Linked DNA regions of Mus musculus: regions 1, 2, 3, 4, 5 and 7 are each linked to region 6. The links are chromatin contacts, called in public HiCAR-type and promoter capture Hi-C maps. All regions are on one chromosome and are shown on one strand. The core of a region is the stretch at or near the end of the contact, and the rest is flanking DNA. Distances in the headings are between cores, read along the strand shown.

Region 1 (3,648 bases), core at 875-3,374, 3.0 Mb before region 6:
GTCACTCATGGCCGAGCAATTTGGGAACTTTCTCTCAGCTCACCAGTCCACTCCCATTAAGAGAAAGGGCTTGCCCTTTCTAATATTCTATTTCTATTTCAACCACGTGTCAATGGTCAGATTCTTGGAGGTAGGATACAAGAACCTGGATACTTCAGCAAGGAGCCCTTCGTCACTTGCAAAATGCTGATTTTCGATTCCTATGCAGGACTGCATATGGAACTGACTTCCCTCTGAGGACTGATCAACAGGAGTCAGCATCAGGGTGAACTGGTTTCTACTCATTGCCCATCCCTCCCCCCCCCAGTGCCCCCCCCCCCCCCTCAGTCTCCCGTTTCAGTCTCTGTATGTGCTGCTGAAACTAAGATCTGCTCGGAAACTTCCGAACCCAAAAGTTTCCAGGAAAGGACGACAGTATGCGACCAACGATTGGAGTTTGGCGATTCGCACGGCAGGCTGCTCACCTCATGGCATTCAGGAGCAGAGGAGCACTAATGGAATTATTCTGGCCATTGCTGAAGAATGGACTGAAGCCAGAAATAATGCAAGCAATACAAAGTAGACGTCAAGGTCATATTTAAAATTATGCATATGAACTATTTTTCTTTTTTCCAGTGATAGGGCTGAAACTCTTGCTTGCTAATGAAGTCTCTACCTTTGAGGAACATCCTCAGCCCCTAATGCTCATATCCATGAATGAGCACAGGAAAACACGTTTCTGTTGGGATTAAACCAACGTTGCCCATGCTAGCTAGGCACCTCGTCTACCATTAAACTACACCAATAGCCTGATTTTTTTTTAAGTCAGATTATTATACCAGTCTAGTCTTGGCCTCTTGATTGTTCTGCCTCAGTCTCTGGAATGTAAATTTCCTTTCAGACGTAGCCATCAAAACCAACCTAGCCTGATTTAAATACACACACACTATAAGGATGTGGGGTAGCCTTTGGTAAGCATTAAGTTCCTAATGTTTCATCCACACATTACAGACATTTTATTGCCACTACTCCCCACGAAGCACAGCTCCCAGCTTCTTGCCAACTGTGCTATTTTCCATCTCTAAGCCTGATTTTGCTTTCTATGCTTAAGCCATTCTTTGCTCAAATCAGGCTTATTAGATGGTAAATAGTAGATGATGGTCAAAGGCTCCAGCAGCCTCTTAACTCTCAAACACTATTAATCTTAAATTATTAGTACCTTTGAGAACAGATACCCTGATTACTTTCCCACCTTTTCTCCATCTCCATTCCTCACTCCCTTTTCTAAGGCCTAGCCCAGTGCAGCGGTACCATAGAACTAGCATCTCACTACATGTGGTAGCTCAGGACCCAAAATCCCAGTATCTCGAAGGCTGTGGCGTAAAGATTGTCTTGTGTTTGAGGCCAGCCTGAGCTACATGCTAGCCTCAGCTATAGTGTGAGACCCTAATTGAAAATTAAAAAAAAAAAAAAAAAAAAAAAAAAGGTGAGTCAATGGAAGCACTCCACGTAGGGTAGCAGATTTTATGTTTTTTGTTATTTTGAGATTGGATGTCTATGGAACTTGGCTTCAGAATCACAGACCCGTCTGCCCCTTCCTCCCCAGCACTGGAAATAAAGCGGGCGCCACCACACCCAGTTGAGAGTACTTTCTTTAAAGCTCACAACCCAGTTAAAATATTATCCTAATCTTAGGAGAAAAAAAATTTGGGGCCGTCTACGACTTCCGGTAGGACACTATTACCTCTGCGAAAGCCTCAAGGACTCTATCGGAGTCAATTCCCTGACTCTAGTCCTTTCTGGAGAATCTAACAAAATTAACTCATGAGACTTCGACCGCTCCGCAGGAGCAGTCACGCATCCGTCCAGAACACAAGTGTCACGAGACCCTCTTCCTGCCTCGAGAAAAATCAAGCAACGGATGCAAACTCTAAAACATAGCAACTGTGTCCAGACCCCCTTCCCCCTGGGCCAAAGTCCCAGGAGGAAGCCACCAGCCCGGCACACAGACCACCGGAGCCGAGCCAACACGCAACGACCTCGCGCAACCAGGAAGAGGAATAGCCTGCACACACGGGCGGCTCTGATTGGCCACGGCCTTAGCTCGAACGCCCGGGCGTATGGCGTCACTTCCGCTGGCCCCGCCATCTTGTTCCCAGGGGCAGTTGGCGGAAGAGATCGAGCTCCTCTGCTGCCCGTTCTGCTTTGCGTCCGGAGTTCTCCCCGCCTCGTTTTTGGCGTCCGTCTCGGGCCCGGGCTCCCGTGTGTCGGCGTCCCAGTTGCAGTTTCCCGCTCGGCTGGGGCACAACGCGGCGGGCTCCTTGCCCCGACGGCCTTCCATGGAGTAGGTCCGGGACCGTTGTCCCGAAGAGCGCGATCGAGCTTGGCCTCCCTCCTCCCGCCCGCCCTCCTTCCTTCCTGCCGCGGCACCATGGCCAACAACAGCCCCGCGCTGACCGGCAACTCGCAACCGCAGCACCAGGCGGCCGCGGCCGTGACCCAGCAGCAGCAGCAATGTGGCGGCGGCGGCGGCGCCACCAAGCCGGCGGTGTCGGGCAAGCAGGGCAATGTGCTGCCGCTGTGGGGCAACGAGAAGACCATGAACCTCAACCCCATGATCCTCACCAACATCCTGTCGTCGCCTTACTTCAAAGTGCAGCTCTACGAGCTCAAGACCTACCACGAGGTGGTGGACGAGATCTACTTTAAGGTACGCATCCTCTAGGCCGCGTGTCGGGGGTAAGTTCGCCAGAGCGGGGTGTCGGATACCGTGGATGCACCCCCTTTCCCTCCCTCCTGAGACCCGCGGATTTGGGGGAGGGGGAAAGTTGGCGGAGGGAGAAGTGAAGCTTGGGGCTGGTTTGGGACGGGTCGGGCTAGGGCCGCCCTCTTTTTTTCCTTTTCAGGTTTTGTTTTTTTTGTTTTGTTTTAATAGCCGGGCGAGCCCGCCACAATCGATCTTTAACCTACCCCAACCTCCTGCCTATCCCTAGGGAGCTGTTGGGCAAGAACTCTAGGGGAGAGGAGAAAAGTAATACCAGAAGCCTGTCCAAGTTCACCATTTTTTAAAAAAATGACTCCTTTTTACCTGTGTCGACTAAGCACTAACTCGGTGCTTCTGCCGCTGCCCCCCGGGCCAGCGGAATTACTGAAGTAATTACTTCAATGTCGGCCTCGTGCTCTTCGTTAAGCTCTCCAATCCCGACAGAAATTGGCCAGTGAGTGTGTCGGGTGGGCCGGGAGGGTTGAGGGTGGCGTGGAGTGCCAGGGCAAAAGAGGTGTACAGAAGGCCTGGAAATTTTTCCCAGCAGGAAGTCAGGAGTCGAAGGTGTCAGCCACCTGTGCGTTGGGCATAATTAGAATGCTCTGGGCCCTGGGCTTCTTTCTGCGGCAGGGTCGGTGCTGGCTTGGCTGTGCTGGGGAGCTCACCTGGCGCCTCCTCACTGCACTCTTGTCTCAGTTCTTGTTTCGTTAGCAGGATTGACTCAGTCTTGCAGCGAGGCTCGGAGCAGCCCAGGGTCGCAGGTAGAGGTATGCACTATTAATCATGCTCAATCGCCAATAAATGCATTTCCCTGGTTAAATGAATGGCTAATTAGGTTTATTTTTACCGGTTTGGTGTTGGGCCATTGATTTTGGTCTCACTAACTAGAGTCTCCACTTCCCTAC
Region 2 (3,635 bases), core at 183-2,682, 2.7 Mb before region 6:
GACCTGCTTCGAGCTTATTTTAAAGACAAGTCTCTGAGATAGGGCCAGCCAGTGCTACATAGACTGACTCGGAAAAACAAAAACATCACAAAAATCTTCCTATGTTGCCTCAGTTTATGAAAAAAACCTGCGTTACTCTATGACTTGTCGGTGGACACCAGTTAGTTTGTATCATTTTCTCATTGCCTCAACTACAACACATGTACTCCAGTGCGCACAATAATAGTATATAAAAAAACATACTCATACAATAATAGAGGACATTTTGTTACTGAAACATATGCTCCTTTAATCCTTACAAAAACTCTTGGAAAGGGCACCACTGTCTCAATCCCAGAAAAAACGGGTAACATGCCCATGGCCTCTGAGCTCTGAGAGGTTCCTTGGAGGTTAGGGTTCAAAAGCGGGTGAGGAAACTCTGCTGGGTCTTATCACACAGGTGGGAAAACCAGAAAAGGGGCTTCTCACAGGGGCGGCCTCTGGCTTAGCTCTTAAGATGTGCAGGCTGATTGACAGCCACGAAATGGAAACCCTCAAGAAAGTCACTGATTTCAAAGAATCAGAGGTCTAACCAACCAGCCAAGCAGGACTAACCGGGTTAAGGGAAGTCAAATTCTCGGTTATCTTAGAAGCGGGAAGTCGCTATTTAGCTCACGCGTGTTCTTGTCCTTTCCTGGCAATTGAGGTTGTTTTTTTCTGTTTGTTTGTTTGTTTGTTTTTCGAAACGAGGTTTCTCGGTGTATCCTGGAAACGCTGTAGACCAGGCAGGCCTCGAACTCAGAGATCCGCCTGCCTTTGCCTCCGGAGTGCTGGGATTAAAGGGTGCCCACCGCCCACCAGACAATTTTCATTTCCAATATGTGCCCAGACAACGCTGAGAAGAGCACTTTTATAATCAGTATCATGGAGAAAACCTGACGTTTTGCACCTAATTATAAACCCACAGACTTACAGCATCAACTAACTTAATATACTCAAATTAAATTTGGAGTTTCATACCATTACTCCAACAAATCCAATATATATATATAATTTTTTGGCCGTCAGTATTTGTTGCAGATTCTGCCAAGGTTTCAGATAACACAAGCAAGGATGCTCTTGCCCCAGGGTGGGCCGCTCGGTATATTCGCAGGGTTAGCCGAGACAAGGGGAATGACTGGCGGGCGCTGTCTACCCGCGTAAGACGGAACAGGGAATCGCCACGGGCCCAGGCCCCGGCACCTCTCACGCTGCCGCGCCGCCTCCCACGCAGACCCGCGGGCCGCCCCGACACACCGAAGAGCGCCCACTCACGTCGAGGGTCCTGCCTGCTCTTTCAGAGGGACCCGGGCCAGCCCGGCCGCGGAAGACGCCGAGCCGCCTACCTCAAACACGGTGCACTCGGACTGGAGTCCCGAGCGGACTCATCGACTCGCTCGGCCCGCAGCTGTGCGGCCTTCCCGCGCGCGTTGCTGATTGGCTGCGCCGCGGGGGCGGAGGCGGGGGCGGGACCAGGCCGCGCTCCTCTGCTCTGAAGTAAGGGCTTTTCAATTACCCAACCACCAGTTCAGTTCAGACGGTCGTGGCTAAAGGAGCCAAGTACGTCTAAATAAGTAAATAAGTAATAAGTAAATAAGGAAAGAAAAGAAAGAAAGAAAGAAAGAAAGAAAGAAAGAAAGAAAGAAAGAAAGAAAGAAAGAAAGAAAGAAAGAAAGAAAGAAAGAAAGAAAGAAAAAGAGAGAGAGAGAGAGAGAGAGAGAGAGAGAAAGAAAGAGGGGGGAGGGAGGGAGAGAAGGAGAGAGAGAGAGATAGAGAGAGAGATCTACTTCGAACATAACTTTCTAAGTGGAAGATAATGGTTAACTAGTACTATATATAGTGAGGGAGGCAAATGGGAGTTTGGACGTAAGGTTTGTTTTGTGTTTATCTTCAACTTCTGGCTTTGCAGTTTCCAAAGTGTCCAAAGAGGAACCCCACCCCAGAAATGAATACAAAAACTAACTGGCAATGAGACACTGTTAGTATTTAATTTGGTATTCTTGGGTATACATACATCATTTACAACTTTTTAAGATTTGTAGTCGTTTTAGATTTATTTCATATGTATGAGTGCTTTGCTTCATATAGTATGTGTTCCACGTGCGTGTCTAGTACATACAGGGGTCAGAAGAGGGGGTTGGATCCCCCTAGATAGGAAGTCCCAGATAATTGTGGCACCAACACGTATTTTCTTTTTAATTCTGATTGTGTTTCTGCATATGAATGCAGTTGCCAGCAGAGGTCAGAGCTGCAGTTGCCAGCAGAGCATCAGGTACCTGAGATGCAGAGTTATCGGTGATCTTGAGCCACAAAACTCGGTTGCTGGAAACCGAACTTGAGTTCTTTTAACAGCTAAGCCACTTCTCCAGCCCCATTGCTACTGTGGCTGGTAGCCTTTCAGATGTAGATGATAAGATCCTACTGCTGTAGCAACCATGTGTGTACAGAAGTCAAGATGGAACTGGACTGAATGCTTACTCTGGAAGGTTAGCTTTCATAACATAAGGATGCCTTATGGAAGAAGTCACCAGCAGTCTTGCCCTGCTGTGACCTTGTATGTTACCCGGCTGCCCTCCCAGGCAAGATGTACCCACATTTGCAATAGTGGCAAACTGTTAAGTGGGTAGCCATCTTCTTTCCAGCTTGATTTGAGGCCCACTCCATAGGAGGGGATTCATGTCCGGCACAGTAGACCTGATCAAATCTGCGTCTGGGAGGTCAATGCCCTAGGGGGGAAGCTACTGTTCTTTTGCTGACTAAATGTATCATACATATCAAGCAGCCTTCCAAATATTTATGTTTACCCAAACATTAGTACTGCCTTCAGCTTTGGGCAAAGAAGCTTCATTTTGCAGTAGTAGTGCTTAATACAGAGACTCATAACTGCTCAAAGTGCTGAGAATAAGTGGCTTGAATGCTCAGCCCTAAATGAAACATCTAACTTGCTCCTTCCAAAACTCAAAGAACATCATTTGGTGGGTTGGGGGGTGGGGGTGGTAATGGTAGAATCTGAGAGCCAGAGGAAGGGTAGAAAGGTAGGCGTGTTGTGGACTCTTGTCTCCCTGGCACGACATGAACTCACTAGTAGCTAAGAACTGTTACAAGGCAGTATCTGTCTTGACGTTGTGAACATGACATGTGAACATGGAACAGGGCTATGGGCAGTTAATGATTGCTTGAGGAGAGGAGGTATTTTCTTCAATGGTATAGCAACTAATTAAGTTGCCAATCTATACTGTAAATAACCTTTCACCTTTGCTCACGTAACCAACCCTAATTAAACTTATATTAGCTGAGTCTCCACTCTTCTTTTTAATAGCATGCATTAATTATAGATAATGGTTTCATCGTATTTTCATGTTTATAATGTATTTTGATCAAACCCACTTATTATAACCCTCTTTTGTCCCCTTCCCCCTCCTCCTGACCCACTTTCCACATCAGTTCTTGTACAGTCACATTTTATTTGTGTGACTCAATAGGTTTAATTATGGATGCTTACACATGAGCATGGATAAGGAGGAGAGATTATGAAGTTAAGGTTATCCTTGGATATAGGGATTTGGGGCCACCAAACTCCTTTATCCATCTTTATTGGTTATTTTCCTGTTGCTGTG
Region 3 (3,859 bases), core at 286-2,785, 2.9 Mb after region 6:
TTAATGCCCTATAATTTGGAACTTATTTTTTTAAAAAGTAGGTTAGAGCAAGCAAGCAGTCTAGACAGCCAGCCATTTCAAGGCTAACCTAGGTTGCACAGTTTAAGGCTATAACCAATAAACAAAAGAAAAACAAACTTGGCAGTTTTGTGAACTAGAAGTTCACATCAGCCTAACATAATGTCCAAACTCAACTACAATCTTTAAACATCCTTAGTTCCTTTCTGCCCGTCCTCCTCAACTGCTTAAACAGCACTATCTTTTTGCTCATTTTAGTTGCAGAACAAGGAAACTAAGTGGTTTAATAATGTTCAGAATGTTTTCTGCAGTGGAAAGTGTTAAGGAGTACTCCCTGCTCACCTGTGAGTCAGGTTGGAGACCAGCCACAAAGGTGTTTCTAAGGTTAACTCTTTAAAGCAAAAGAACCGGGGCACTAAGATTGGGTATGGTTGAAACGTTCGACGGTCAAATCTTCCAATTTAATTTGCTCTCCGACTGGGGCTCTCACACTAGATAGATACATGACAAAGCCAAGCCATTCATTGCACAATGTAGGCCAGCGCTTGCACCACGGAGGGAGGGCATCACGGAACTCTCCTAACGCATGCCATTTACCCCAGACAGAAAGGTGGGAGACACGTGCCTAGAACGGGGCCCGACTCCTTTTTCAAATGCCAAAGGACAGTTAGGTGTGGAGACCCAGCCACAAGAGAATGTGAGTAAAGGTGTCAATTCCGCCGCGCTAGGGTCAGATGTGGCTGAGGGAACAGAGGTGTCCCGCAGCACTTTCCCTAGATGGAACAGGGTCTCAACCCACACACAAAGAAGGCGCCACTGCCGCACTGCGCTCTGGTAGTCGTAGTAGTATCCCCAAAGCCAGTGACGGCCAAGACAGACAAGGTCCCGAAAAAAAGAACAGGCCCTTCTCCCCGGCCTCTTCCAGCTGCACACAAAGGACCGCGCCACCACCCCCTCACCCCTCCCGCCGGGACTTGTAGTTCCCTTTCCCCCGCCAAGCCGCAGAGGGGGAAGAGGACGGACTACAGCTCCCGGCAGCCTTCGCGCCCGAGCCCCGCACCCTCTGCCTCCATCTTGGCTGCGGTCGGAGTTTCCATTTTCGCTCCCTCCCCCCACTTCAGTCACCGACACCGACACCGACACCGCCGCTACCCGCACCCCCTGGCCTCACCTCCTCACTAAGGCTTCGCGGCCGGCCCTGAGGCCGAGACGGTTGAAGCCAGGGTGAAAAAGGGACGCCTGGAGTAGGAACTCACACTGAACTCTCCTCCATCCGGAATTCTAGGAGTGCCCACTCTGACACTCAGAGGTCCCTCCCGTTAACCTGAGTCTCCTCAGCTGTCTTTAACCTGGCTCGTTGCTACCCCCACTTTAACACTGAGGTCGTACTCACCCCAACAGCTCAGCGCCCCCTCTCCAGCGCCGCCATAAGCAGCACGGCCCGGTACGTAGGAATAAATCTCGCTTCTCTCGCGAGAGTTGCAGGCTCCGAGCGCGTGCACGGGAAGGTGGGGGGAGCGTGCTCTTAGTACGCTTGCGCGCGAGGGCTGAGTGACGCCAGCCGCTGACCTGCGTTTAGCCACACGCAAGCCGGTGACTCTTCTTCTCTACGTTCGCCCCTGGGTAGTGCCAGAAGCAATCTCTGCGTTTAGTGACTCTGCTGCGACGCTGGGGGCGGGGCGAAGGGTGAATTTAGGCGTTCACCCGGTGTTCGCGAGCCCGAAAGCTTTCAGCGACGAGGCTTGAGTAGGAAGGCCTTATGAAGTAGGAACAGTTCTGAGGGCAGATCCGGGAGTGTCGTGAATAAAAAGATTTCACTTTCCTCAGCCATAATCCAGGAGTCCAAATCGCAGTTTCTCTTTAGTCACGGGACAGGCTTTCTCCTGTCTCCTACATTAGAAGGGATTTCATTGCTTTAGAGAAAAGTTTTTAACAAAGTAATTTGTAAAGCTTTTGTCTTCCAGAAACTACATTGCTTGCGACAGACAAAAATAAGCGAGGCTGTATTATCAATAAAATCTAAAATTCCCCAAACCACTTTAACTGTCCGTTTCAGTTACCAGAAGATTTTTGTAGTGTGTCAGTCTGAATAAGTATTTAAAAGGCTGAAAGCAGGCTAAAAGCATAATTCACCTGACTGGAGTAGAGGAGTGGAATGGTTAGATCTAACCATTGCAAAGTTATTTAGGCTGCCCTGTCAATAATCTAGAAAACAATTACTTTACTTTTACTATCTTGTTGGTTTTTTATTTTTGTTTGTTTTTTGAGACAGGGTCTCACATGTAGCACATGCTGCCCTGGAACTCTGGGAAATCTGCCTGCTTCAGCCTAGTGGGATTAAAAGTGTGGACAACCATGCCCAACTTCAGTGGTCCTCTTAACCATTTTGGGTAAAGGGTAGCTCCCTGAGGACACTCCCATCTATTTCCTGCTTCTGTGGGAGAGGAGAACATTCTCATCCTGGTGTACTTTCCTTGCGGGGGAGAGACAGGGACTCACCCAGAACTTGCTGTGTAGATCTAGCTGGCCTAGAACTCATGAGATACCCCCCCCCCTTCTCCTGGCCTGGCATTAAAGGGGCGTGCCACCACAACCTGCCAAGTGTACTTCTTACCCATACTTTCAGTTGGTTATTCAGAGAAACTGCAGACCTCTGTAGACATAGGTAGGGCTTTCAGGGGAACAAATTACATGTAATAAAATAAAATAAGCAACAAATATGAATATTGTCCCCCCACTCTGTGTGTGTGTGTGTGTGTGTGTGTGTGTGTATTGGAGACCCCAGTATTGGAAAAGCCAGAGCCATGAGATACCTGCAAAGCTGAAAGGAGTTAAGATCTGAAGAGCCCTTTGACGTCAGACATGGAGATGAAGTTTGGAGTTTGCAAACTGGTTCTCAGTCTTGCTTTGCAGATTACAGTTAAGAGATTGCACAAATCTCAGAAAAGACTTTGAACTAAGTTGAGACAGTTAAATACTAGGGGGACTTTTATTTTTCCAGACAGAGTTTCTCTGTGTAACAGCCCTGGCTGTCCTGGAACTCACTTTGTAGACAAGGCTGACCTTCAATTCACAGAAATCCACTTACTTTCGTATACCATCACTCCTGGCCAAGTATGGGGACTTTTGAAATTGGACTGAATGCATTTCTGCATTATCATATGGCTGCAAGCCTTTGGGGGCCAGGAACTGGGATGTGGTAGTTTGAAAGAGAGTGGTTCCCCCTAAACTCTTAGGGAGTTGCACTATTAGAAGGTCTGGCCTTGTTGGAGCTGGAACTTCCCATGTAGACTATGGTAGTTTAGAAACCACAGAGATCTAACCGGCTTTGCCTCCCAGATCCTAATCCTAAAGGGCGACCCTACCCTTCCCTGCTCCCTTTTCTCTCTTAGCTTCCTTTATCAACCCAAGACCGATCTTCCCACAGGATGGAGCACAGGGATTGACGAGTGACACTTGTCTGTACAGAGATTCCGAGGCCTTGAGTTTGGGAATCTTCACCTAGGTAATACACTGCTCTTCCCCCTCCAACTCCCACTCTCTCCCCCTCCAACTCCCACTCTCTCCCTTCCTTTCTTCCTTCTTTTTTTTGACAGGATCTCTAAGAGTAGCCCAGACTTGTGTGGAGTGTGTCATAAACCTCCTGCCTCAGCTTCTCAAGTGCTGGGATCACACTCCTGTTCCTGTTCTACCAAGACAATCCTAAAACATAACCGTGGATTACTACTGTTTAGTTCTCTTGTGTTATTTGTGGTATATGTTGCCACCACTCCCTCTCTGAAGCCCCAGAGAGGCTTTGTGTATTGTTAGATAGTATATAATATTTACATGGGAGGAGCAA
Region 4 (3,778 bases), core at 467-2,966, 2.9 Mb after region 6:
GGCAGGTGAATTTATATCTGTGAGTTCAAGTCTCAGGCCAGCCAGGGTAGTGCAGTGAGACCCTGTTTCAAAAAAAAACAAAACAAAAACAAAACCAGCCTGAGTTATGAGGTTAAGACAAAAACAAAAAACAAACAAACAATAACAACAACAACAACAAAAACAAAAAACCAAAGAAAACAAAACCACTAATAAAAAATAACAAAACCAGAAACATCTAGTATGGATTTATGGCCAAATTCTTATTTTTATTATATAATAGTCCAAACTTAGAAGACCTTATCTGTGGTTTTGGAAATGTGCTTATATTTTGTTTCATGAATATATTAAAATGTAACCTGTGTAGACATCTGAATTTAACTAACATTCCTGTGTGTTAGAACAGGTTTACACATGAAAAAAATATTTGGTTTTTGTAAACAGGGCCTCAGTAAGTAGTTCAGGCAAGCCTAGAAATTGAAACCTCCTCCCTCAGCCTCTTGAATGCTTACAAATTGGACTTATACATACCTGCACCATTAATCCCAGGGAAGTGATAGAAATTTAACGTCATATAGAAATATGAGACTTGTAAGGATTTAGGTGATTTTCCTCAATATCCGTAACTAAATTGTGAAGAAATTCCTAGATACAATGACTCAAAATCTCAACTTGTTTCTACCCCAACTCAATCTGGACTAGATCAAAAATGACAACTTCAGACTATCCAGAGCTCTGAGTTCTCTATCCTCACTGTATGATCGCCTACAATCTTTTTCCTTGTGACCTACGTTTCTATTAAAGAGCTGTGACATAAAGAAACAATGAAAACTGTGTTCTTTTAAAAGGAAATCCTCAGTAAGCACGAACTTGTTTACTGCTTTTTTGGAATACCTCCTTGCTTTCTCTTCTCTTTACTTTCAAAGAGCCGTTATGGGCAAGAGAAAGCCCAAAGTGAGGATAAGGGCCAGGCAGGGGCTGGGCCTCACCTCTATGGTGGGATCATATTCATCCACAAAGTGGTTCTGGATTAGCTGGATCGTCAAGGCGCTTTTCCCAACACCACCTGCTCCAACCACCACCAGTTTGTACTCAGTCATTTCACACCAGCAAAAACCTGTAGAAAAGCAGCAATTACGATTAAACTGGCAAACCAAACCTACAATACTTCAAGGGCTTCTATGAGTTTACCAAACTCTTCTGTTTCTAAGGCACCCATTCGATACACGTGGCCTTCCACTAAGTTCTCAAAGTGATTCAGAAACATAGCATTCCTTGCAGATGAGTGCGGGCCAGATTATTGGATTAAAGACCAGCGACTATTTTTTCAATCTACTCGGCCCCGCCCTCAGTTTACGGGAAAAGAACCCCCCTCTTCCAATTCCTGCAAACCCAAGCTCTGGGGTCCGCCTGGCACAACCACTTCCCGAAACTCCCCTTTCCGGCTCCGAAAATCACCCCAGAGCCAGCCAGAGTCCCCCACCCAAGCCTTTGTTTCAGCTCGCCAAGTCTCCGCGTCTCCCCGCCCCGCCAGGCGTTCACACGCTGAGAAGTCCGACGCCAGGCAGGCCGGAGCTTTACCTCAAACTCCGCAGACCCCGCCTCGGGAGGCTTTTGGACTTCAACCTGAGAAGCTGTTGGAGACCCCGAAACCGCCATGAACAGCCCCCGCCAGGGAGCGGCACTTCCGGCCCCACCCGCTACGTAATCACTAGGCGCCCAAGGCGCCCCAGTCCCCGCCCCAGCCACGTGGGCCGACGACTAGAGTCTTGCAGCCGGCCGCACCCAGTCCAGCCCCGCCCCGCCCCCATTTCAATAATGAAAGCGCTAGGTGCTAGTGTCTCAAAAATCAGTAAAACTTTATTCGCTTCCATTCTTTCGCCATTAACATAAAACCGGAGAAAGCAAAAATGTTTTGTGTTTACAAAGATAAACGGCCTCTTTACCCAGAGTTCAAAACCTCAAATGACAACGGGGAAGATGAAAGCGCCCTCCCCGACAACCCCTGAGCTGACCCTTGTCATTGTTAGACAAAAAGCCTTCACTCCACTTGCCAGGGACCCTGTTTGGGGCCAATTCAAGATGAAGGCCGAGAAATCAGGCCAATCCGTTCCCGTGATACAAAGTTGAACAGAAGCTACACCAAGGATCAAGTGCCTGTATTGAACAGGGCACTGGAACCACGGGGCTATTTATTAAAAAAAACAGGATTCATTTCAGGCACAACTTTTTTATTATTATTATTTTTTTGTTCATTTTGTTTTTAAATCAGTAAAAGAAACTGGGTCCTAGAAGCTGCAGTGATCTAAGCAGCAGCAATTTTGTGCATTCGTCTTTTGTTTAAATATGTTTAAATTATCACACTGCTGGCACACTTCATTTGCATGAAATTCTGCACCACACATACTAATTGTAGTAAAGTTATTTACCCCCCCCATCCCAGGAAGAAAAAAAAAAAAAAACTACTCGGGAAGATAATTTTCACTGAAATGTAATCAAACTTCGTTAAGTGGATTGTGACAAGATTATAAATGATATGAAAATAACATTTTAACATTTGGCCATCAACTTAAGAATATCGTTTGCTATATAAATTTTTGCAATTTTTAAAGGTAATATATTCTACCTTCATATGGTCCTCAGAATTAAAGCATAATGAACAGGGAAAAAATAGGAAAAGAATGCAGCTGAGTGTTAAGTCATGAAGGTAGAGTATATACTGACTAGAGTGCAGAATTTCATAGGGCCAACAAAGTAACAGTCTGCATTGTTCACTTACACAGGCCAAGTGGAATTTGCAATTACCAGTTGCGTTAAATGCACCAAATAAAGCTCCTAAATTGACACTATAAGGCGCCACCTTTAAGTTTTCCAGGCTGCAACTGTGCATAATTTTAAAATGGTTTCTTAAATTTATTTATTTTTTTCTTTAAACATAACACGAGGAAGGTGTTAAAACTGGTGTAATAGCTCAATAGAATAAGTATTCCAGATTTTGGGAGGGATGAAGAGAAAGATATTCAGAACCCTTCACCAGAATCCCCCCAACTCGACCATAGTGAATTAATGATGTGCTTTGTGGACGTGGTTAGTCAATGACACCAGCTTGACGGATCTTTCTTTCTGCACCAAATCCCTATGAAGAAATATAACAGTTAATGATTTGAGTGTATTGACAATCACAACATACAATTCTAAAATCAACTATGAAAGTATTTATCATATCCACTACCAATTCTCTCCTAAGAGTAAGAAACTTATTAAATAGAATATACCAAGAAATGCACTTCTTGGTGTAATCAGTTATCCTACCATGGGCAAAGCAGAGAGTGGGGAGTTCAAGGCCACTCTAATCTACATATGAGACCCTATCTCAAAACGGAAAGAAGTGCTTCTTATAGAAAGCATCTACTCTATTAGGGTCTGAATTAATGTGTTAGGGAGTCCAAATTAGTGATAAGCAACCCTTGCTTGCTTCACTAACTTCTTTAAGCTCAAGTAAGATTATTAGTTGACCTCCCTCACATCCCTAATGAAATCATACCATTGAGTTATCTGGTCCCCTTGGCTGACGAAGAACCATTAGACGTGGAGCACTGGCATCATCCAGGGTGATGTTCTTTAGGCGATTGACCAACCGGTCAGGTCGAGGAGCTGCAACAGCTTTGGGGCCTTCACTGTAAGAGTGAAAGTGAGAAGAACCAACAATTGCTGGGAAGAAGGCAAGCAGTTGTATGTTCCCTACCCAAATGACTCACTTTTAATGAGGGAGACTCTTCTTGCCTCATCTTAGCTAGCA
Region 5 (3,911 bases), core at 166-2,665, 2.8 Mb before region 6:
TTTTTGACCATTAAATGTCTTCAAGTAGAAGAATGGCACAATCTCATGGATGCATGCGTTTGGAAAGAAGATTTACAAAACAGTTCAACTGATTAGGAAGATAGACATTGCTGATAGCTGAGATAAAAAGTCCAATCTATGAGAGAAGGGGGCACAGGAAAGAAACGATTCGCTTTGGCTATGCAGAATTTAAAATACTTTTTATTGTGGTTTACTGTACCAATTCCCACAAAGAATTTATGAGTATGGAAGAATTATAATATCTACCTCTGAAATAGTACAACCAGCTAATTCAGCTTTTTATAAGAACTTGGTATTAAGGGTGCTCGCTGATAATAATAAGAGAACCACTTATTGAACAGCTTCGATGTGTCAGCAGCTGTGTTAACCATTTCATAAACTTTACCTCCTGAAGCATCATGACAGACCTTATTAGAGGAGGTCTCATTATCTGTGTTTTACAGCTGAGGAAGCTAAGGCTACAGAGGACAGACGCCTAACTGGTTCAAAATCAGTCAGTAGGAAGAGGCCCGAGCTGAAATTCAAACCCAGGTCTGGCTGGTGCTAACACTATCTCTATACAGTTTTCCATGACACACATATAGTGGTCACGGCCATCACCACAGAGATGCTGAAACTAGAATTTCTTTAACAGGTGCCCAATCCTGTAAAACATTAAAATTTCATCCCAGTGGAGAAATAGGCAGTGGCTATAGATAATGTAATGTAACCAACGTCATCAGCTTCACAGCAGAGACTCTAGTTTAAACATTTGATGAACAAGCTAAGATCTATTTTTTGGTGAACTTGATATGAAGGCATGAATAGAATGGGAATGCAAGCCGCCGGAGCGGATTAAATTCGCCATCTCTGCTTTTCCTGGGAACCAGCGATCCTGCAGTCAGAAGAAGTTTGCTTTCCCAACATCTGGAAACGCCAGAACTGTGTGTGACACTGCCTCAAGAACTGAGGCTCCTTGTTCAGACTTTCACACGGGACCCTCTGTTCCTTTCACACAGGCCTCTTTCTTTCTCACATCTGCCTCTTGGAAGACTTTCCCAGGGCGGGACTGAGCCTGCAGGGAAAGAGGCAGTGGACTGGGGCTCCTGGGTTCAAAGTCTGAACTAGACCCAGCTTGAACTCTGATGTTTATTGTCCCACTTTTCGCCATCTGAAGGAGAAATTCGAGGACAATAAGCTTCTAGTTGGCGGAGGATCTATCCGCAGCAGAGGAGAATCAAGCGCTACAGTCCGAGAGGCAAACCCCACACACAGATCTTTAGAAGGAGGGAGCCCTGGCTCGTCTAGCCCCGCCCTCCACCCGCCTAGCCCCGCCCCACCGGTGCCATTGGCCGGTCCAAAAAACGCGGGGCGTTGTCAGTTTGAATGGGCGAGCCTGGAGCTAGGCGCAGGCGCAGAGGAGTACAGGCGCTGAGGGAGCCTTGCTGGCGGTGAGACCCTCTGAGAGGCCAGGGGGAGGCCGAAGCTCTGGCCCACGTGACCTGCCGGGGGCGGGCGCCCGGGGCGCTCGCCAGCCTCCCGCGGTGCCCCTGCTTGGCTCGGCGTCGCCGCCGGGACCCGACTTGGGGAAGCGCCGCGGTTCCTAGTCTACGGCCAGAGGCGCTCATCCCTGCAGCGGTTCCTTGTTCTCAGGAGCCGCGGGCCGGAGGGAGGTGAGCGGAGCCTGAGGGGGTGACCCAGTGGGGTGTGTGGGGGCGTGGGGCGGGGGTCTCTGGACCACCGAGGCTCGACGGGCTCGGGTGACGCTGGGACCCGGGAGCTCCGTGGGGGGCTTCGCACCCGCACCATTTAGGCTGTTGTCCCCTAAGTGAGGGGAGACTGGGGATCGGGCTTCTGCAGACCTTGAAAATACTTGCTGGGATGCAGCGACTTCACGCGTTTTCCGAGCGTAACAGACGGTGGATACAAAGCCGAATCCCAGTGGATTCGAATCCCAGGCACGTCGCCGGCCCCGGGTCTCCACACCAGACACCTTTGTCAAGTCACATTTAAACTCCTGAACTTTTCGGATCCCAGACTTACTGGCAAGCGAAACTGATAGATCGTTGTAACCAGCTTTATAGCAAGCGTAACATGTTTGAGATCTTAGCCGGAAAGCTGTAAACTTAGTATCTTCAGATGAAAAGTGGAAAACGTAATTTCCTTGTATTTTAATGGTAAACAATTAGGTGGCTTTAACAAGTATCATTTGAACTCTGTTGAAACGAGTAATGATGGCAATGTTTATTTGCCTTAATGCATTATTTAAACGCCGGGTAGACTTAGAATAGGTAAGTTCTTGACTCTCCTCTCGGTGCTTTGTGTTGATTGGACTGCTGTGTGGTTTGTGTTGTAAGTTTTTGTCACCAGCGAAGCAGAATTTTCAGACTGCCTCTTTGGAAGGCTAAACTGAAGATTTTCCGGCTTGTTAGTAACCATCGTGATTGCTTCTGGTAAAGAGCACTTTTGCCTGGGGTTTCGACGTGCTAAGAGCAGAGATTCGTTCCGCCTAAGTTCAAAAGCGAAGGTTCCTGTCCTTTGACTTGAGGGCAGTGGGGGAGTTCAGGGATGCCCGGCCGGTTCTAGGCATTCATAGGCCCCTCTTGCAAACTATTTCTAACTTACAATTCGAGGATTGGACTGGTTATGAATTCAGAGACTGTGGAGTATTGTGGAAGCGTGTCCCACGGAAAAATAGTTTAGCTGAATTTTCAGTAGGTCAGACATACACTATTACAAGTATGTTTTGATGTAAACCTGAGATTTAATAGTAGGCTAGTTACAAAGGTAATGCACTATATATAGTGTGGCTCCCCACACCTCACCTCCTCTGTACTTGGGTTTGAACTCTAAACCATGTGAACACTAAGCAAGAGTTCTATCACTGAGGTAATTCCAGATTATTCATTTATTAATTAATTAATTCATTCATTCATTTATTTGAGACCTATTGTTGCTAAATGTTTAGGGCTGGCCTGGAACTTGGAATCCTCCTGTCTCAGCCCAGTAGCTGGGATTACAGCTACTGGGCTGTAATATGTGCACAAATTCCACCTGGTATGAAATGGCTGGCTGACTTTCTTCTTCCTTCCTTCCCTCCATTCATTCAGTGTAGTTTTGAGACAGGGTCTCAGATAGCTGAATTTGGCCTTGCACTCTTTGATTCTCTTTCTCCATCCTCCCAGTGCTGTGATTACAGGTGTGCACCATACATGCTTAGGGTCAAATCCAGGGCAGGTGTATGCCGAGCAAAACCAAACCACATCCTCAGCCTTCACCTTTCTTACCCATAAAGTACTCCAAGACTTACCTAAAAACAAACAAACAAACATACATACCCCCACCCTCACCCCACACACCTGTGGGCATTTGTTTTTAAAACTGTGTAATTAATAGGCTACTGGTGGGATTGAGACTACTCCCTAATCTCAAAGCACCAGCTACTGCACTTAAATGGCCATGTGTTTCTGAATCCCACTTGTGGCACATAATTCTACTTAAAACCACAATACAGTCGGTGGTTTGTTATGAAGTGTGGAGGGATCTATCTACCCTTGTAACGATGGTCTCGCTTTGTGTGTGTGTTCTAAAGCAAATAACACTTCCCATAGCTTTTAACCTTTCCAAAGACACAGAGCAAAGTTTACTTGAATCTGCAAGAATATAAATATAGTCTTCTCCACTGTTAGAAATGTGTTATAAACTCTGTTTTTGCACGGTTACAGAATTCCCTTTTATCCTGATGGTTGAACCCCAGTTCTTGCCCTCACCTGCTTCCTGCTCTGCTGAGCTACACCCCAGCCTCATTCTCAGACCTAGATGGTTGGACATCTGTGGTGCACAGAATATTTACTGATGTCCTGAGTGGGCAGAGAGGCTCCTTAGTCAGTTTTGAGTTTTTGCAGTACTTT
Region 6 (3,675 bases), core at 758-3,257:
CTAGTAAATATTTGCTTACATAAAATGTCTTGAAATACTTCTAAGATTTATATTATATATATGATCACACTGTCACTGACAAACCAGAAGAGGCCATCTGATCCAATTACAAATGGTTGTAAACCACCATGTGGTTGCTGGGATGTGAACTCATGAGCTCTGGAAGAGCAGCCACTCACTGTCTTGAAATATTCTAATTTCAACTGTCAGTCTCATTCACTAACATTCTACTTTTCAATTGCCATGTTCTACCTAACACTTAAGAATGTTTGTATGTGAGAGAGATGTTCTGATTTTAAGCGCACAGGTGTTTTGCTTTCATCTATGTCTATTCATCAAGTGCATGCAGTGCCCATGGAGGCCAAAAGATGGCACTGGCTTCCCTAAGACTGTAGTTACAAGGTTGTTAGTGGAATGTGGGTGCTGGGTGTCCAACTTGGGTCCTCTGAAAAAGTAGTTAACACTTATCACCACTGGATCATCTCTCCAGACCCAAAATAAATCTATTTTAATCTTTGAGACAGGGTTTTCCCTACTTCCCTACGTACCTATGGCTGGCCTGGAACTGGATATGGAGAACAGGCCGGCCTCCAACTCACAGAGCTCTGCCTGCGGCTGCTGGGATTACAGGCAGCACCTATACCCAGCTTCCACCAACTTATATAAATTCTGACTTTCTTTAATCTGCTTAATTCTGAGAACTCCATACACGCATACAATGTAGTCTGACTATATTCATCCCTAGCTTGTCCAACATTTACCCTCCATCACCTACCAACTTCATTTCTTTGTCTTTTTTAATGCCAAAGCCTACATTTCTCAGCCTGACACTCAAAGAAAGGTGGGATTAAGGACTGTCCAGTGACAGAGCAGTTGCCTAGCAAGGTGAGTCAATTCACAGCACATAGCAAACACAACAGCAAAAGAAAACAGGAGGCTAGGCACGGTGGCACACGTCTTTAATTACAGCACAGAGGAAGACTTCTGTGAGTTCAAGGCCAGCCTGGTCTACTTAGTTTCTGGGACAGCCAAGCCAATAAGGTAAACAACCCTGCTTCTAAATAATAAAACACCTTTTCCCATCCTACCCTGTACCCAACTCTTCAATTCCAGGGGAGGGGGATCACTCACCTGAATCAGAAGCCACTAGGATACCTTTGTCCCCCACCCAAGTGAGGTCAGCTACTCCAGCCTCGGTCTGGACGCCAGCAGAGCAGAAACCTTCGTTGGGGGCCGCACTAGGATCCTTGAAAAACCACAGAGAACCTACCCAGCAGCGACCACTCAGGCTGGAGACCCCGAGCAGAAGGGAACCATCTACGGTGGGGAGAGCAAAGTTATAAGGTGTCAGATGGAAGGCCTTGTTTCTATGGTAACCTCACAGAACCCCGTGGCGGGACCAGTCTGAATCTGAGATCGGATTTGTGGAGCTGAGCTGGGGCAGGGCCAGGACGCCAGGTATGGCCGAGGAGGGCCACACGGCGCTGGGAGGACTCGAGAGGGTCAGCACCGGGAGAGGGCACCCGAGACTGGGGGTAAAGGGGCTTCCAGGCCCCGGGATCTCGGCTCACCAGACCGGTACCGTGCAGCCTCCAATTGACGTTCCATGCATGCGGGCGCATTGGGGGGCAGGTTCCACTCGCGGGCCGCCGGGGGCACGAGCGGAGGAGGGGTGTCCTTCCGCATCTCCACGATTCCAAATCTAACCTAGACCCAGACTCGACGAGAGACCCTGACTCGGCGCCGGAGGGACCGCACACGTGGTGTACCTCTGCGCAACCGCCCCTCTCCGAGGGAATTCGCTCTACTTCTCGCGAGAATTGTGTCTACCCTTCCAGCCTGCTTTTCCGTCTCCTGTCCCCGCAGCGGGATTTTGTTTGTTTCCCTCCCTCAGCCCCACCCATTTTTTCTCCTCTTCTCGCGATAGTGGGGAGGGGGCGGGGAAAAAGCCGAGAACTTCCGAGAAAAAGCGAGCTGATCTCTTCTCGCGAGATGTGCGAGCGGCCATCTTGCTCCTGCCCCTGACAGGCTCGGGTCGGGGTCACAGGGACACGGAGCCCGCTGTCCCGCTCTTCGCAGACAATGCTGTCCCGGGTGGTGCTTTCTGCTGCCGCCACAGCGGGTGAGAGACGTAGAGCCTAGGTTAGCGTAGCAGGGTGACTAGGAAGAAGCCAGGCCGGGGAGGCGGGAAGCGGGTAGAGGACGGACTGCGGCGTTTGGGCCCGAGCTCACCCACGGGAGCGATCTGGAGAGCTCCCGGGCCGCCCAGCATCTCAGGGCGCGGCAGAGACGGATGCCAGGGCCGACACCCGGGAAGGTAGAAACGCGATTTCTCCTTGACTTTGCTAACCTCCGTCTTGTGTATTTCCAGCCCCGTGTCTGAAGAACGCGGCCGCCCTAGGTCCAGGGTGAGTGTCACCACGTCTTATTCTCTTTCCATTTCCTAGCGTCAAGCCAAAAATTGCTGTTTTCCTTCACGTTAGCCAGCTTGCATACTCATTCGGACGTTTGTTCTTCTAATTGCCTTGAACATGATCCTGTTCCTTCCTCTGACAAACACCAAAGAGAGGCTCACCCCTCGTTGTGACCTTCAGCGACACACAACCAAGTTACTGGCTTACTTACCCCCAAGGACAGATCTGGTTAAATACAGCAAAATAAAACCTATTGTTTTGGGTGTCTTCCAGATTTCCATCTTTTATTAACCATATCAGGAGGCCGAAAACACATATGGCTTCGTAAATGCTTGTGTTGATGATCACATAATGTGACAGTGGATAACTTTGTGGAGATCACAGTAACAACCCTAGTCCTAGAGACAGCTACACAGTAGCTCCATCCTCTAATCCGTCAGTAAGACTCAACTCGTGAGGATGCTTTGAGTCTGACTACTTTCACTACCATTGTTACAGCATGAAGCCGCTGCCCACAGTTCTGAAATGGACAATTTCACTAGGCTTTCAGTCTTAACATCTGTTTTTATCCCAATACAGTCCATTCTCAATGTAGCAGAGAGATCTTGGCAGTTCCCCCCACTTAAAACCCTTCAGAGCTCATATCCCTATTGCAATAAAATCTAAACATAGCAAAACCAAGAAAACCTGAATTAACCTCATCTGTGTCTTGGGTCTTTTTTTATGTACTGTTAATGCCAGCCCTGCTTTCTCCAAAGAATGTCAAACTCTTTTTTTTTTTTTTAATAATTTTATTTTTGTGTGCGTGTGTGCTTGCAGAGGCAGAGAAAAAGGTATTAGATCTGCAGCTGGAGTTAGAGGTTGCTGTGGGCAGCCCAGCATAGGTTCTGGGAACCAAATCTGGTCCTGTGAAGAGCAGTAAGCACTCTTGACCGTCTTTCAGCTTTAAGCTCTTTGGTTGTCATTCACCTTGTGGCTTGAGAGATGTGAGTATAGGTGAGGCATTAAGGAAAGATGAATGTAGAAAATTTGCAGGGGCTGGGTTAGCCCGTGCTGTTACTTGTTTTCTGTGGACAGAGGAGAGCCTGCTGAAGAGTTTTCAAGTCAGATCACGATTTAGAAGCATTGGCAGTAATATGAAAGAGCTATATTTAAGGAATATTTGACAAGAAGAGCCATCAGGTTTGGAGTTGTTAAAATAGTTTTAAGAAAATGAAAATAAAGGCTTCAACTGAGATGGTAGTTAAAAGTTCTAAAAATT
Region 7 (3,428 bases), core at 720-3,219, 2.8 Mb after region 6:
GTGTACTTATGTATAACAATAAATAAATCTTTTTTTTTGTTTTTTTTTGTTTTTTTTTTCCAAGACAGGGTTTCTCTGTGTAGCCCTGGCTGTCCTGGAACTCACTTTGTAGACCTTTGCTGGCCTCGAACTCAGAAATCTGCCTGCCTCTGCCTCGTGCGCCACTACGACCGGCTGGTACTCTCTTTTTATTCTCACTTCCTACCCACAGCAGCAAACACAAACACTCTTCCAACCACTGGCAAAGCAGCTGTTACCATAGCTCAACCTCATCTTACCGTTTCATGCTGAGTAATTCAATCGGTTGTCGAGCAGCGAGTCTTTCAAATTCATTTCTCATTATGTCTGTCTGATGCACAAACACCACAAAGAATTAGTAACAGAATCATGCTGAAAATAATGAATGCAGTTTACTGAGATTTTATACTTTGTACTACACATTATAGCGAATCTTTTCCCTTCTCAATCACTACTCAAAAAAAAAAAAAAAAAAAAAAGGATGCTAATATTTGAACCCAGGGCCACTGACACATCCCCCAGTTGAGGTTAATTCTATCTAGAATCTGAAGAAATAGGCATATTCTTTAATTCCATATTCTGCCCAGGCATGAAAGGAGGTGGACATAGAAGAGTCCACCTCTCAAGGATTAACCCTAAACCAGCAGTTTTCAATGCCCTGTAGTCAGCCAGCTGTGGAACTCTGAAAACAGCTTTAATCCCAGCCCCACGTCACGTTGTAATTCACAACACACAACAGTCTTGAATCATTTCAGGAAGTCTCCGCTGCTGCATGACGAACTGACACAGTGTAAACTGTTTGGGTACAGTGTAAATGGTGAAGTCACATGATGTAACATGGACCAGAGCTTAGATCTGGGACTTGAGTTTTCAATTAATTTCTGGGTTAGTACTTTTTACTCTTGCCAAATTTCTTGCAGCTCCCACATCAGTTATGAAACCCCCACTGAGGAGTCACAACCCAGTTTAAAAACCTGGCATCTAGATCCGAAGTATCACACATCCCTGCGCATGGAGCAGTCTCCTTTCAGCCTGAAAGTGCTTCTAACAACATCTAAGTGGTGTTTTTTGGTTGCACTTGTAGAATAACCACTTAAAAACAGCATGCAGTTAGACATGCTTGTTCAGGCATTCATACACCTGTTAACTATCTGAGACTTGGTACAAAAGAATCTCCCTCCAGGGGTGGCAAAGAGTACAGGTACTTAAGATTATAAATATTAAAATCTCGTGAGTGATACCTGTTCTTGAGTGGACCTTAGAGAATAAAGGGCCCTTTTGTGAAATGTACCATGACTCTTCTACACACACACACACACACACACGGAGGTGCACACTATTAAACAAATCTGCAGAAACTAATGGAGCATTTCGCAGGTTCTTGTAGTACGAAGCCCGTGACATGCGCATCTGGCGGTTTCAAACCGACTCACACCTACATGGCACTCAGTACGAGCTGCAGGCACCAGCTAACTTGGAAGGTGGAGTTCACTTTACACAGCTAAAGCCCTCACTCCCGTATCAAAGTCCGCAAGCCTCCTGGCTTACTTCAAAGGCACACTTACTTCAAAGGCAGAATAATCCGGGGCCGTCAGGTAGCTCAGGTAGTTCTTGGTAGGTCGGTATCTGCGCGTCTCCTCCTCCACCAGGGCCGCCGCCTAAGAACGAGAACAGGCCAGGGTCGCGGCGGGAAAGGGCGGCGTGCCTTCGGCGGACCCGCCGCACATGACCCGCACTCACCGCTTCCCGCACGCCGGGTGCCTCATAGCCTTGGTCAAAATATGGTAGCGCATCTACCACCACCTCTCCGGCTACCAAGCCCGTGCCCGCCATCGCGCGGCACTAGGCTTCAAGAGCGCCTTCTGAGTCTGCGCAGCCTCGGTTCTAATTCCACTGCGCCTGCGCCTGGAATGACGTCACACACGCCGCTGCCTTTGGGGCTTCGATTCGGGCGCACGCGCAGTTGGTAATTATAGCCACTAGGCTCTAAGCCTAAGCATCACGTGCTGGCGTGCCGGGGTGCCTTTCTTTGTATGGGTGCCGTTTTTTTTTTTTTTTTTTTTGAAGGAGTGGGTAGGGCAGACTTCGGAAGAGGTGGTTGCTGGACTTGGCTGGAGGGGAGAAATATATTTTCCACATCCTTTAACCTTCCATTGTTTAGACTCACATAGTGCTGGGCTTCTAGCGCTCCCTTGCTTTATCCTCATTTCGCAGCCGGTCCCTTAAGAATGTTCTTTTATAGAAACTAGAAATGTGCGCCTATTTTCCAATTAAATTTTTAGATCCAACAACCTGAGGGGTGCGGCTCAATGGCAAAACCAGGTCAGTCCGCAGCACTGCAAACACCTCATCCCTTCCATGACTGTAATTATAACTATAAAATGCCTCATTTTAGAAGCTCTGCCTTGGAGTGGAGGCAACTCAGGGGAGAGCTAGAAGCCCAGAAAAAGGGAAACTCACAGGAATATGCTAGGGTGACCATAAGACTTGAAGCAACAGGGGATATAGGACCTGAAATGGCCACCTCCTGGAACCAGGCAAGACTTCCAATGGATTGATGGGGACACCAATCTACCCACAAAACCAAAATTTGTCCTGCTTACAAGATGTGTGGGGATAAAGATGGACTAGAAACTGAGGGGATGATCAAGGCCCAACTTGAGACTCATCCCATGAGAGCAAGCCCACCCCTGACACTATTAATGTTTTGCTACACTTCCAGACAGGAGAGGCTTCGCCCAACAGCTGCTGGAAACAGATGGAAAGATCCACAGCCAAACATTAGGCAGAGCTCTGGGAATCTTGTGGAAGAAGGGGAGGAAGGAATGAAGGAACCAGAAGGGTCAAGGACACCACAAAAAAAGCCATACAGAATCAACTAACCTGGTCCCGCAGGGGTTCACAGAGACTGATCCACCAACCAAAGAGGCTGCAATGGACAGTCCTGGATCCTTACACACATGTAACAGATATGCAGCTTCTGTGGGACCCCTAACAGCTGGAGCAGGGGCTGTCTCTGACTCTGCCTTTGGACCCCCTTCCCCTAACTGGGCAGCCTTGTCTAGCCTCAACAGAAGATAGGCCTAGTCTTACTGCAACTTGCTATGCCAAGGCTGATATCCACGGGAGGCCTCCCCTTCTCTGAGGAGAAAGGGAGAAGATGGGGAAAGGAGAGAAGAGAGGGAGTAGGAGGATAGGTGGGAGGGAAGGCTGTGATCAGATAAAATAATGAGAAAATCTTGCTATTTTTTGTCTTTAGGGCCTATACAAAACCCAATCATTTTTGCCTTTAGGATTTGTGGTAATAAAATATTACTCCACGTTGCCTCTCAACCCCTCAGGCTGTAGTTAGCATACATTCTTTGTAAAATATCTTCCAGACTAAGAGGTAATGAAAAAAAGATTGTGAG

Evidence for each region. Promoter capture Hi-C pulls out the DNA fragments that hold promoters and counts their contacts. HiCAR-type assays count read pairs that join an accessible place to other places. Capture Hi-C pulls out chosen DNA fragments and counts their contacts.
Region 1: a contact with region 6 is called in a promoter capture Hi-C map of liver, with 5 times the contacts expected there. The contact joins the promoter of Prpf38b here to the promoter of Atp5pb in region 6. A contact is called at or near these places in 3 of 39 promoter capture datasets (liver and pre-B cells) and 1 of 9 other capture datasets (adipose tissue).
Region 2: a promoter capture Hi-C map of liver shows a contact between it and region 6, with 4 times the contacts expected there. The contact joins the promoter of Clcc1 here to the promoter of Atp5pb in region 6. A contact is called at or near these places in 2 of 39 promoter capture datasets (both in liver).
Region 3: a contact with region 6 is called in a promoter capture Hi-C map of liver, with 5 times the contacts expected there. The contact joins the promoter of Csde1 here to the promoter of Atp5pb in region 6. A contact is called at or near these places in 2 of 39 promoter capture datasets (hippocampal neurons and liver), 1 of 484 Hi-C or Micro-C datasets (granulocyte-monocyte progenitors), 1 of 115 datasets of contacts at active chromatin or transcription factors (astrocytes) and 1 of 9 other capture datasets (liver).
Region 4: a promoter capture Hi-C map of adipose tissue shows a contact between it and region 6, with 3 times the contacts expected there. The contact joins the promoter of Nras here to the promoter of Atp5pb in region 6. A contact is called at or near these places in 3 of 39 promoter capture datasets (hippocampal neurons, liver and pre-B cells), 2 of 115 datasets of contacts at active chromatin or transcription factors (astrocytes and epiblast stem cells) and 1 of 9 other capture datasets (adipose tissue).
Region 5: a contact with region 6 is called in a HiCAR-type map of astrocytes, with 3 times the contacts expected there. The contact joins the promoter of Gpsm2 here to the promoter of Atp5pb in region 6. A contact is called at or near these places in 1 of 39 promoter capture datasets (pre-B cells) and 1 of 115 datasets of contacts at active chromatin or transcription factors (astrocytes).
Region 7: a promoter capture Hi-C map of adipose tissue shows a contact between it and region 6, with 5 times the contacts expected there. The contact joins the promoter of Bcas2 here to the promoter of Atp5pb in region 6. A contact is called at or near these places in 1 of 39 promoter capture datasets (hippocampal neurons), 1 of 484 Hi-C or Micro-C datasets (muscle stem cells) and 2 of 9 other capture datasets (adipose tissue and liver).

Annotation. Positions count from the first base shown.
Region 1 is chr3:108,910,205-108,913,852 of GRCm38.p6, reverse strand. It overlaps Prpf38b (PRP38 pre-mRNA processing factor 38 (yeast) domain containing B), which reads left to right and starts at 2,124. Exons shown (of 6, transcript NM_025845.3): 1 at 2,124-2,689. The coding sequence starts at 2,411.
Region 2 is chr3:108,651,710-108,655,344 of GRCm38.p6, reverse strand. It overlaps Clcc1 (chloride channel CLIC-like 1), which reads right to left and starts at 1,432. Exons shown (of 12, transcript NM_145543.2): 1 at 1,365-1,432.
Region 3 is chr3:103,018,222-103,022,080 of GRCm38.p6, reverse strand. Csde1 (cold shock domain containing E1, RNA binding) reads right to left here and starts at 1,535. Exons shown (of 19, transcript NM_001161854.2): 1 at 1,412-1,535.
Region 4 is chr3:103,056,223-103,060,000 of GRCm38.p6, reverse strand. Nras (neuroblastoma ras oncogene) reads right to left here and starts at 1,716. Exons shown (of 7, transcript NM_010937.2): 1 at 1,561-1,716; 2 at 969-1,096. The coding sequence starts at 1,079. Csde1 (cold shock domain containing E1, RNA binding) reads right to left here. Exons shown (of 19, transcript NM_001161854.2): 18 at 3,524-3,656; 19 at 1,815-3,115. The coding sequence ends at 3,068.
Region 5 is chr3:108,719,803-108,723,713 of GRCm38.p6, reverse strand. Gpsm2 (G-protein signalling modulator 2 (AGS3-like, C. elegans)) reads left to right here and starts at 1,415. Exons shown (of 15, transcript NM_029522.2): 1 at 1,415-1,673.
Region 6 is chr3:105,957,595-105,961,269 of GRCm38.p6, reverse strand. It overlaps Atp5pb (ATP synthase peripheral stalk-membrane subunit b), which reads left to right and starts at 2,007. Exons shown (of 7, transcript NM_009725.5): 1 at 2,007-2,122; 2 at 2,372-2,408. The coding sequence starts at 2,083. Wdr77 (WD repeat domain 77) reads right to left here and starts at 1,772. Exons shown (of 10, transcript NM_027432.3): 1 at 1,572-1,772; 2 at 1,132-1,317. The coding sequence starts at 1,686.
Region 7 is chr3:103,170,196-103,173,623 of GRCm38.p6, reverse strand. Bcas2 (breast carcinoma amplified sequence 2) reads right to left here and starts at 1,969. Exons shown (of 7, transcript NM_026602.4): 1 at 1,759-1,969; 2 at 1,584-1,676; 3 at 279-349. The coding sequence starts at 1,851.